Linked DNA regions of Mus musculus: regions 1, 2 and 4 are each linked to region 3. The links are chromatin contacts, called in public Hi-C and HiChIP or PLAC-seq maps. All regions are on one chromosome and are shown on one strand. The core of a region is the stretch at or near the end of the contact, and the rest is flanking DNA. Distances in the headings are between cores, read along the strand shown. Region 1 overlaps Vav3 (vav 3 oncogene). Region 2 overlaps Vav3 (vav 3 oncogene). Region 3 has its middle 73 kb from the start of Slc25a24. Region 4 holds the start of Vav3 (vav 3 oncogene).

Region 1 (2,767 bases), core at 10-2,509, 190 kb before region 3:
TGCCTCAGCCGAAGTCTGAACACACAGTTTGATGCTCCTCAAATGTCTGAGTTCAGGGCGTATACAAAATTAAGAGTCTGAAATGAAATCACACTGCTTACCAAAACCAAAATCTGCATGCTCTAATTTATGATCAGATAATTGAAGCAATGCGTTCCCAACCTGAAATAAAAAAGCCAATTTATGCCACCAACAGAACAGAATTCATTCAACCTGAGGACTGAATACATTTCCAAGGCTCTGTTCCATGAAATTTCAACAATGCTGGTATATATGTACACAAAAGGATCTGCCTTTCTCAAAACAAGGATGTTTGAGAGCTCTAGCTCCACTCTGGCAACACTCACCCACCTATACACAGAAACCTCCAGCGGAGTGAAAAGAGGTACCATTAAAATGTTTAAATGCCACACCTAGGCTTCTTAGGATGTTTAGGCCTTTGGACTATTTTTGCATAATAAACGTAAATGTCTACTTGTTTATATACTCCTCATAAAAGTGACAGATGATAGGTGAGGGGAAGTAGCTGACTGGGAATGGAATCTCAGCAGATGAGAGAGACACTTGGCAATTGTGCCAGCAGATCCAGACAGAAGCATACTCATAGAGCAATTCAGTGGACATCTGGCACAAAACAGAGAGGGAGGAGAGAGAAATATGCATTATTGGGTACTGGGCCAGCCCATTAGAGTTCACAGCCTGGTAGCTCCTGTGACTCCAGTCCTTCCGGTAGAAATCAGGTGTCATTAGGTCCATCTCCAAAGATGTGATTGACAGGTAAATTATTTGTGTCCTGATGCTATCACCGTGGAAGGAATTAAACAGTCTACTCCCATGACTTGAGTGTGAGAAGAAAGCTCACGTGCATAAAAATGTTCTGCAGCCTGTCACCTACTCACAAATGGCCGGTGTCTCTGCTCTAAGAGAAAGGGTCTCACCTCCTCCAGTTGTTCTTCTCCACAGTGCTCTATGACTTGTGAAACACAAGGGATCTGAGATACAACAACCAAACGCAACCTCAATCATTCAAGTTACTTCAGCCAAATGCTCCACACTGACTTAGCAAGGACACGGGCCATCACACAGTGCTAGACACTTCGAGGAGAGAAAGGGAAGGTGGGACCTGGTATTTGCTCTGTCAGAGAAGTGTCTCAGCAGGAACTGAGACATGAAGATGAGCTCACAGGAGCAGCAGCGAGGCACAGAACCACAAGTGACTGTGGGCTAAGTGTGTAGGTGAGACATTAAAAAGTAAAGGAAGGGGGTGTTTCCAAGTGTAACTGACAGAAAGTGTATGAAGTGCAGAGCAGAGCTAGACACCAGCACTGAAGAGGCAGCGGTGTTCCTGGAGACCCAACAAGGACCATCTTCAATATCGAGTGAGGAAAGAAGCATAAACTCTTCAGACCACAGGGGCTGCACACACCAAGAAACACTCCTTAAACATCATCCAACAAGCTGAAACTGTGCCTAGATAGATCTAAAGGACTTAGCAAAATACCACCACAGAAACATTTGACGGTGATAAAATCCTCGCAAAGAAACAGAAACTGAGGCAGATGAGAAAGGTTACATGATATGCTAAATCTCAATCAGCAGTCGGCTCATTTCCTAATCTTAAGTGCCCTGGTTATAACGCAACAGAAAAGACCCCTGAATTAGGAGGTTGAGTTTCTCCTAAGCCGAGCTTGGCATGGCTACGTCTGACACCACCACATCGCTGAGGCCACAGATGTCTCAGATGAACCACTTGGAGGATGGAACGGGTCCCCTCCAGTGTAAACCAGGGTGACTTTAAATCACATTCTTCAGTCTTGTCCTCAATCAGGTAAAACCATCCTTCTTCATAGTTAGGTTTTCTTCCCTTTTCTGCTTTTCCTTTGAGGCCTAAATATAGAGGAAGCTTCCAGAACCTTCCAGCAGTATATAAATGTTAACCAAGGGAGAATTACACCACACATTGTTCCAGTTGATGAGCTTCCCAAGGGCAAGGGCTCTCTCATTGCAAATGCAAAGGCGCAGTCCCTGGCATACACGGGAATGCAGTAAGTCTTTGATATTTAATGAGCATCAAATGCAATGCAATCCATCACTGAAGAGCACCCATGGCATTATATGTTGTCCATTTCCTCGGTCCTGGAATTTGGATTGGCAAAAAGAAAAAGTAGGAAGGCTTTCTGCCTTTATGCTCTATGGCCTATGAGAAACTACAACTGTAGGGGGAAACATGGCAAAAAGGAATCCCAAGGGCACTGAGGAGGGAGTGTCCGACCTGGTCTAGAAGGTCAGAAAGACAGCATCAAGTCAAGCATCTATAACTCTCCAGAATAACACAGAGTGCTAATAATTCAGTATCCATTGCTATAAATGAGGTAATTTTTAAAATGTTACTTCAAATAACCCATTGAAAAGGTTACTTCACAAAAAGCTCAAAAAATAAATTCAAGTAATATTAAATGAGTACAGCCTATCAGAGAGGGAAATTAACTTTTACTATCAAAGCCTTAACTACTATAAGCAAATCTACATAGTTTCAGGTTTTTTTCTTTACAAAGGATCAGGTAGTTAAAGAACAATGTATGTGTCTCCCTGGTTCACAATGTATCTGACGAATAATACCTTTTGCTAATGGAAATTTCAAAACTCAAGCCAAGCTAGCTAACATTTACTGAGTTCCTCTTCTGTATAAAATATCAGGAAAGATATGTAAGAAGGTAGTAAAAACTTTAGTATATCAAGCTATCAATAAGAGTGTAATACAGGTGAT
Region 2 (2,700 bases), core at 162-2,661, 220 kb before region 3:
ATATTAACCTTCCTTAACCTTCGCAAGTTCAATTCTATTCCGATCCACAAGTGTTTGCTGGATCCCAACAAAGTCACTCGTGTGCTCTTGCTTTTCCAGCAATTCACTAGCCTGATTACTCTGTTTAATACCTGGTTTTAGCCAACTGTTTTTGAATGCCTGCAATATCATAGATACTGGAAAAGCTAAAAGGCTCTGCTTTAAGCGTTTCTAGTAATACTCCTGGGAGATCTTCATAGTGCTTCAAAATTTGGCTGAAAGCACTAGGCTCTGCATGCACTCTGGACTCCCAAGTGTTCTGCTGTGGGCAAAAACAGGAGCAGAGTGGAGGGACAGAGGAAGGGGGCTGTGGCATCATTATGGAGGTCCCAAACACAGCTGAGCCCACCAGACACCCTGCTCCTTCACGTATTCACTCCTTTGATTCTATTCAGTTTCCAGTTTAAGAAATCCAGCACAAAGGCTGAAAGAATAATATACCTACACCGTGTACTTCCACCTATTCCACACTCACAACAGCTCTGTGTGTGCTTTCGTGTGCATGGCCGTTACCGCAAAAAACATTCTGTCTGTGCTGTGAAAAGGAGGGTGCAGACAGGGGTATTCCCTCCTAAATCACTCAGCATGTGTCTCTTAGAGGTTAGAATGTTCCCCTGTGTACCAATAACATCAGGACACATAAAAAAACCACTTCTCATATTATTTTCAGACTTGATTTTAAAGAGAATTAGCAATTAATGCCTATTAGCTATTCAAATTTCTACCATTCCAACCTCAATCTCTTTTTATAACGTTTTCACCCAAGCTAAGATCTACTCCAGTGGTTTCCAAAGCAATTTATTTTTAATTTTTTTCAAAAACAATTTTATTAGATATTTTATTCATTTACATTTCAAATGCTATCCCAAAAGTTCCCTATACCCTCGCCATTCCATGCTCGCCAGCCCACCCACTCCCACTTCCTGGCCCTGGCATTCCCCTGTACTGGGGCATATAATCTTCGCAAGGCCAAGGGCCTCTCCTCTCATTGATGTTCCACAAGGCCATTCTCTGCTACATATGCAGCTAGAGATATGAGCTCTGGGGTTACTGGTTAGTTCATATTGTTGTTCCTCCTATAGGGTTGCAGACCCCTTCAACTACTTGAGTAATTTCTTTACCTCCTCCATTGGGGGCCCTGTGTTCCATCCAATAGGTGACTGTGAGCATCCACTTCTGTATTTGCCAAGCAGGGGCATAGCCTCAAAAGAGATAGCTACATCAAGGTGCTGTCAGCAAAATCTTGCTGGCATATGCAGTAGTGTTTGGGTTTGGTGGCTGTTTATGGGATGGATCCCTGGGTAGGGCAGTCTCTTGATGGTCCTTCATTCCGTCTCAGCTCCACACATTGTCTATGTAACTCCTTCCATGGGTATTTTGTGCCCAGTCATAGGAGGAACAAATTATCCACACTTTGGACTTCCTTCTTCTTGAGTTTCATGTGTTTTGTGAATTGTATCTTGGGTATTCTAACTTTCTGAGCTAATATCCACTTATCAGTGAGTGCATATCAAGTGACTTCTTTTGTGATTGGGTTACCTCACTCAGGATGATATCCTCAGATCCATCCATTTGCCTAAGAATATCATAAATTCATTGTTTTTAATAGCTGCTTAGTACTCCATTCTGTAAATGTACTACATTTTCTGTATCCATTCTTCTGTTGAAGGACAGCTGGGTTCTTTCCAGCTTATGGCTATTATAAATAAGGCTATTATGAACATAGTGGAGCTTGTGTTCTTATTACAAGTTGGAATATCTTCTGGGTATATGCCCAGGAGAGGTATTGCAGGATCCTCCAGTAGTACTATGTTAAATTTTCTGAGGAACCACCAGACTGATTTCCAGAGTGGTTGTACCAGCTTGCAATCCCAACAGCAATGGAGGAGTGTTCCTCTTTCACCACATCCTCAACAGCATCTGCTGTCACCTGAATTTTTGATCTTAGCAATTCTGACTGGTGTGAGGTGGAATCTCAGGGTTGTTTTGATTTGCATTTCCCTGATGATTAAGGATGTTGAACATTTTTCAGGTGCTTCTCAGACATTTGGTATTCCTCAGTTGAAAATTCTTAGCCGGGCGGTGGTGGTGCATGCCTTTAATGCCAGCACTTGGGAGGCAGAGGCAGGCAGATTTATGAGTTCGAGGCCAGCCTGGTCTACAAAGTGAGTTCCAGGACACCCAGGGCTATACAGAGAAACACTGTCTCAGAAAGAAAGAAAGAAAGAAAGGAAGGAAGGAAGGAAGGAAGGAAGGAAGGAAGGAAGGAAGGAAGGAAGGAAGGAAGGAAAAAAAGAAAAAAAGAAAAGAAAAAGAAAATTCTTTGTTTAGCTCTGTACCTCATTTTTAATAGGGTTATTTGATTTTCTGGAGTCCAGATTCTTGAGTTATTTGTGTATATTGGATATTAGTCCCCTATCTGATTTAGGATTGGTGAAGATCCTTTCCCAATCTGTTGGTGGCCTTTTTGTCTTATTGACAGTGTCTTTTGCCTTACAAAAGCTTTGCAATTTTATGAGGTCCCATTTGTTAATTCTCAATCTTACAGCACAAGCCAATGCTGTTCTGTTCAGGAATTTTCCCCTGTGCCCATATCTTTGAGGCTTTTCTCCACTTTCTCCTCTATAAGTTTCAGTGTCTCTGGTTTTATGTGGAGTTCCT
Region 3 (2,751 bases), core at 96-2,595:
GACTGTGGATATGACTGTCTGGTTCAGCTTCCTGCCATCGTGATGAACTGTTACCTGGAATTGTGACTTCTCCCCTTTGATGAACTTTTAGCTGGAATTGTGAGCTAAAATACTTACTCCTCCAAGTTGCTTTAGTCAGAGTGTTTTATCACAGCAAAAGGAAACAAAACTAGGACACCCAGAGTCCCCTGTGCTAAAGTACCTCTGCTTGCTCCCCGCAGGGCACTTCACTCAGCATCCAAGTCACACCACATCATCTAAACATGCCTGGTACCTAAGCTGCCTGTGAGGCAACTAATATTCTAAACGCAAGATTCTGATAGTCTTCAAAACTTGAATTTCTTCAAAGCAAAAGGAAATGTTGTAGTTTTAACAATGGTGTAAAAAAAATGGTTTATTGATGGCATGACTAAACGAATTGCTAGTAAAGAATGGTTAATCGATAAAATATTATAAAATCACCCCACTTAAACCACAGATTTTCACTGGATGAAAGTAGCCACATAACCTGATGGTATAGATTGTATCACAAGTGTTATTTTGACCCCGTTTCAAAGAAAATTATGAAAAGATTCAGTGGATCCATAATGCTCTAGAAGCCTTTCAATGATTTTTTTTTCTGTCAAAAAAAGTCCTTGAATATATACTAAAAATATCCACTAAAAGTGTTACAGAAAAGCCAAACTGATAAACATTTGGTATTTCTGGTTCTTTTCACCAAAGTTGTAGCCCAGTGTAGACACTAGATCCATACTCTTTCTGCCTGATCACATTTATCATCACCAAAGATCACATGGAGAGGAGAAGAGGGAGGAGAAAGATAACGATTTGCAAAACTAGGTGGTGAGATCTAGAAATAATCTTATGTTTATTATGTCTTAATTTCCCTTAGTTACGGTGAACAATTAGATGAATTCAGGATAGGCAAGAAGTGAAGTAAAGAGAAGTCTACTGATCTACATAGGAGTGAGAGTTTTGTGGGGAAGCAATATAAGAACAGAAAAGAAGCTGAGGGGGCACAAGAAATGATGGGATTTCCAGCCAATTTTATTTCGATTCCTTAAACATGTCTTCTTACATCACAACAACCAAGGTGAACTGAGAAACTTAATGCAAAAGGATAAGTATAGCCAGTTCCTTGTTACTAGCTAGTAATCATGACAACCTAGTTATCTATAACTAAGCATCTTATCTATTTCCCACATCAGTTTGGTACAGTTGTGCATTTTTAAATGAATACTGTTTTCTGAGTGTGTTTTATTTCTTCTACTATAAAAAGGGAAATGAGATGTGGGTTTCCGTGTGTCATCTCAGCATTAGTCACCTTAAACAACCTTCCCAAATGAATCATCTAAAACGCAAAATGAAACATGCAGTTCTAAAGAACTGCTATGAATCCATCCCAGAGATGGTACAAAGGAAGTTCAAGTCTGAGCTGAGAACAAGAACCTGCCAAGGGAAGCAGAGACCAAACCCTGCAGGAAGTTTGCAATGCCCTGGAGGCAAAGAGTGTAAAACTCACAATGCCCAGGAAAGGAAAGCAAACCCCAGATCCTTCAAAACACAGAGAATCACACAGAGAGACCTGCACACAAGGGAAATCTCAACCAGGCTCAGAATAAAGAAGATGAGGAACAAATGCCTCCTTCTCTGCAGAAAGAGACCGTGTGCCTGTACCTGGCATTGGCACAAAGAGGAAATCTAGCCTCTCTCCTGAGATTTCACAGCCTCTGAGGATCACAGTCTAAATTCACCCAAACTTTATGACCCAGGATCTCACAAAGAAAATGCGAGGTCTCTCCAAGGACTTCCTCAAGGGGAGTGATGGCAGTGAGGTGGAGTTACCGAAACTTCCAAACTCACCCTGAAAACCCAAGCCAACAACCTAAAATGCTTCTGACTCTCTTCCAGACACTGACCGGAACCTCGGGATGCTTTCTTTAGTACTTTGGCTCTTTCTTCTTTCTCTGAAGTTTCCCCTCCCATCATGTGGCTGCTTGTCTGCCATGTGTCTGACCTCCATGTCCACTTAAATAGATTTCTTTTCTTCTGTCCTCCATTCCCATCTTCCTGGAAGATGTACAATTTGCCTGCCTTGCAGGAGTTTTTCTCTTCTAAAAGCTAATAAAATTGTCCTTCATCTTTTTTTTTTAAAGTTGACAAATACTCAACACCACCAAAAGACTCACTCAAATGGAACTTGGAAAGTAACCCTGAGGACAACTGGAGGGGCAGAGAGAAAGCCTCAGACTAGTCAACTAGTGTGGTACAACTCCTGCTGTACTACACTTGTCCCCATCACTTCCAATATTAAAGATTTACCTGGATTTTCCTCCAGTGCCTCCCACTAGCAAACCAAGTAGTTGGCTGACGTAGGAACTTAGGAAACAAGGTTTCTGATATCCACTTCTTGCATTATATGGTAAGGAAAAGAAGGAACAAAGATAAGTCCATGTCACTTAGACAAATGACCAGGGCACCCTTAGTTTTTCCTTTGCTATGATCAGAGAAGTTCTTAGCATGGAAAAATTATGAACATGGTCTCTGTTGACCTTAAATGAACCCGTGACAGTGTGTTTAAACCATCAAATATTTAAAAGAATGTGATCCTTTCATCCAAACTAGGTCGACTTTGGTGGACACAAAAAATTGGTCCCAGAAGTGGGATTCTGCTGCAGCAAAAAATCCCAGAAGATATGGCACTGGCTTAGAGGTCTGTGGGTCAGGAAAAGAGAAGCCATACTCAGAGGC
Region 4 (2,700 bases), core at 188-2,687, 140 kb before region 3:
AACAGAAACTTTCCGACCGGCCCAAAAAATAAGCAGCACTGGGCTGCATGTGGCTTTTTGAGCTGTCTCTGAGGAACCCACTGCTTTCTGTGCCTTCCAGGACTGGATTTTAATCAGAACCCTCAAAGAGGTATCTCCAAGCTAAGGCCACAGAAGCCCAAGTGCCTCCAAGCTACCTGATCGCAAGACCCAATGAAAAAAAGCAGAGTCTCCAGCAAAACTTCTCACTTCCTGCCACCGGTGAGGGAGGCTGGGCTGGCTCCCCTTACGTTTTCAGACAAGCTATAAACACAACCTTCCAGTTTGCTAACAGGCCACGGGCTTAGGGGGCGGGGTGGGGAACTTCAGGAAGGCTCTCTGTGTCCCTCTTGGTTTATTTCCTCTGAGCAGATAACGGTACCAAACGCCCTCCACTTCCTAGAGTCCTCATCTATGGCACAGTTCCTCTTTCCAGAACGTGAGGACCAAATGAAAGCAAAAAATAAGTCAAAGCAAAATTAACCCCACCGCTTCATCTCATCCCTTCTCATTGTTATTTTAGAGCCGACTCCCTCTTTGTTATCACACACACACACACACACACACACACACACGGGGGGGGGGGGCAGAAAGGTGAAACGCGCCCTAGGATAACTTATTTCTTCCCGCCTCCCAGAAACCTTTAGGATTCCATACACCATCTCCCGACGCAAGGCTTTATTAGTTCTGCTTAGAAGCTAAGTCATTTCAAGGCAAGTGAGGAAAAGCCCCCAAGCTGAGAACTGAGAGGCAGGGCAAAGCGGAGCGCACCTAGATGTTTGCATTTACACAAAGAAATTATCCGGATGATTAATGGGAGCCTCTGACGGGCAGCGGGGTCGCGGGGTGGCCTCCATACCTGGGACATCTGGGGCCTCAGGTTGATCTCCTTCAGATTGATGGAGTGTGGCCGCAGGTTGTTGAGCAGCTGGCAGAGCAGGACTCCATCGCGAAGGGTCTGCGCCAGGTCGAACACCTGCGCCGAGTCCCAGGTCACCCGATGGTTGGGGGGCAGCACCTTGCTGTGGATGAGCCACTGAGCGCACTGCTTCCACGGCTCCATGTCCGACGGCTCCCGGACCCGGCCCGGCCGGGGCGGGCAGCGACTCTGAGGTGGCCGCCGCGGAGCGTCAGAGCCCCGCCGACGCCAGTCGCGCTGATGGCCCCTGGTTCGCTTTGCCTTTCTGGAGCGGGCGCCGCTGCCGGCGGCTCGGGGACGCCGCGTGGGACTCGCCTCGGGTCCCCGCCCGGATGCGCCGCGGCCCGGCCGCCGCTGCAGCAGCGAGTGCCGCGCGCTCTCGGTGCGCCCCGGCCGGCTCCGCTGAGCACTGGCTTCCGACTGGCGAGCCTGGCGCCCCGCGACTGAGCATGCCCAGCGCGCCTGGCCGGTCTGTGCGGTCCGCGAGTCCCCGGAGGCGCGGGTGCGAGCGTGCCCGCCGCCCTGGCTGGGGGTCCGGGGCTGAGGGCGGGGCGGCTGGGGGGAGGAGCGGGCCGAGTTGGGGCGGCGGCCACAAAGGGGATCCCGGCGCCCCCGCCCGCCCGTGAACCCTCGGATGAGTGGAGCTTGCACAACCCCGGGGCGTCCAGGGATTAGCCCATCGGCGCGGCTTCCTAGGAAGTGTGGCTGAACACTGAGATTCGCAGGGGTGTCCCCGGGGACACCCTGAACAATGAATGCGATTTAAATTAAGAGGGTCTCAGAGGAGCCAAGGCTTAACTGGGACACAGGGAGCCTGGAGAAATGAGATGTGCACTACGCGCAGCTGGAGAACGCAGCATGGAAAGTTTGTGATCGGCCCCTGGTCCCGCCTCCTCCAGGTCCATCCTCAGCCCCTTCCTGAAAGTCAGTTTCTTCTGAGAATGTTTTGACACCTTGAAAGTGCGTGACGTGGGGACAATTGCAGCTTCAGCCTAGGTAGAGGGAAAGAAGTAGGTTTTGCATATCTCCCAGGCTTGGAACTGTTCACTAAAGCAGTCCAGCGCCTTTTGCTGATCTTCAAAATCCTGCCTGAGAAAAAAAGAAAACTGGCCGGTGACACAGAGGCAAGAGCGCGCATGCGTCAGTGACTTGCCACCAGGTTTGAGCTCAAATCGCTTCAGTACCGAGACACTGAGAGACTGGGTCAGCATATTTGGAGAACCCTGGGGAAAATTGGAAAGTTCCCCCCCACACACACCCACACATGTCAACTCTGTCATACTGAGGCAAGGTTCTCCCTGTCTTTTTTATTCCCACTGCCCTACAAAGCCGAAAAGGGTGTATAAGCTTTTTGTAGTAATATATTATTTCACTGAACTCTGACAACTCCCTGTAAATGCCCTCTTCGCTAGTCTTTTTTTTTTTTTAATTGAAATCTAGTTTGGTGGGATTTTATATCTGTTGTTGCTGCTGCTGCTGCTGCTGCTGCTGCTGCTGCTGCTGTTTCATTAGATATTTGTAGCTCAAATTTTCGATTGTGGATCTTATTGATTTTATAAACAGGACAAAACGTAACTTTTAAAAAGTACATGATCTGTTGGGACAGAAGTTCGCTTCTTTTATGCGTGACTGTAGCAAGCGTGGCCTGCTGTGTACACAACCAGCCTTAAACAATAATAAATCAGCCTAAGGATTTCCTTTCCTCGCATGCATCCGTCCCCAGCAACTTCCTCTGTGCACACTGTGGAGTCCATCAATAGCAC

Evidence for each region. Hi-C and Micro-C count contacts between places; a contact is called where the count stands out from the background. HiChIP or PLAC-seq counts read pairs in DNA pulled down with a chosen protein or histone mark.
Region 1: a contact with region 3 is called in a BATF HiChIP or PLAC-seq map of CD8 T cells, with 6 read pairs. The contact joins two enhancer-like sites. A contact is called at or near these places in 1 of 15 datasets of contacts at CTCF or cohesin (the NIH/3T3 cell line), 3 of 484 Hi-C or Micro-C datasets (the Ba/F3 cell line, conventional dendritic cells and nephron progenitors) and 1 of 115 datasets of contacts at active chromatin or transcription factors (CD8 T cells).
Region 2: a Hi-C map of bone marrow-derived macrophages shows a contact between it and region 3, with 28 read pairs. The contact joins two enhancer-like sites. A contact is called at or near these places in 3 of 484 Hi-C or Micro-C datasets (bone marrow-derived macrophages, nephron progenitors and trophoblast stem cells) and 1 of 9 other capture datasets (embryonic stem cells).
Region 4: a contact with region 3 is called in an H3K4me3 HiChIP or PLAC-seq map of bone marrow-derived macrophages, with 8 times the contacts expected there. The contact joins the promoter of Vav3 here to the enhancer-like site in region 3. A contact is called at or near these places in 14 of 39 promoter capture datasets (the 3T3-L1 cell line, 3T3-L1-derived adipocytes, the HPC-7 cell line and 10 more), 1 of 15 datasets of contacts at CTCF or cohesin (CD8 T cells), 10 of 484 Hi-C or Micro-C datasets (Th2 cells, bone marrow-derived macrophages, cerebellar granule neurons and 6 more), 14 of 115 datasets of contacts at active chromatin or transcription factors (CD8 T cells, acute myeloid leukemia, bone marrow-derived macrophages and 8 more) and 3 of 9 other capture datasets (adipose tissue, embryonic stem cells and liver).

Annotation. Positions count from the first base shown.
Region 1 is chr3:109,382,888-109,385,654 of GRCm38.p6, reverse strand. All of the region lies in intron 1 of Vav3 (vav 3 oncogene), which reads right to left. Among named protein-coding and RNA genes, the nearest start is that of Vav3, 44 kb to the right of the region's middle. Within about 2 kb of position 1,259, at least 10 of the 459 cell types and tissues checked have an H3K27ac peak or open chromatin away from gene starts, as enhancers often do. A contact at or near this core is called in CD8 T cells, where this site is marked.
Region 2 is chr3:109,418,227-109,420,926 of GRCm38.p6, reverse strand. All of the region lies in intron 1 of Vav3 (vav 3 oncogene), which reads right to left. Among named protein-coding and RNA genes, the nearest start is that of Vav3, 79 kb to the right of the region's middle. Within about 2 kb of position 1,411, at least 5 of the 459 cell types and tissues checked have an H3K27ac peak or open chromatin away from gene starts, as enhancers often do. A contact at or near this core is called in bone marrow-derived macrophages, where this site is marked.
Region 3 is chr3:109,194,970-109,197,720 of GRCm38.p6, reverse strand. No RefSeq gene overlaps it. Among named protein-coding and RNA genes, the nearest start is that of Slc25a24, 73 kb to the right of the region's middle. Within about 2 kb of position 1,345, at least 31 of the 459 cell types and tissues checked have an H3K27ac peak or open chromatin away from gene starts, as enhancers often do. A contact at or near this core is called in CD8 T cells, the HPC-7 cell line, Th2 cells and 1 more, where this site is marked.
Region 4 is chr3:109,339,420-109,342,119 of GRCm38.p6, reverse strand. It overlaps Vav3 (vav 3 oncogene), which reads right to left and starts at 1,437. Exons shown (of 27, transcript NM_020505.2): 1 at 878-1,437. The coding sequence starts at 1,081.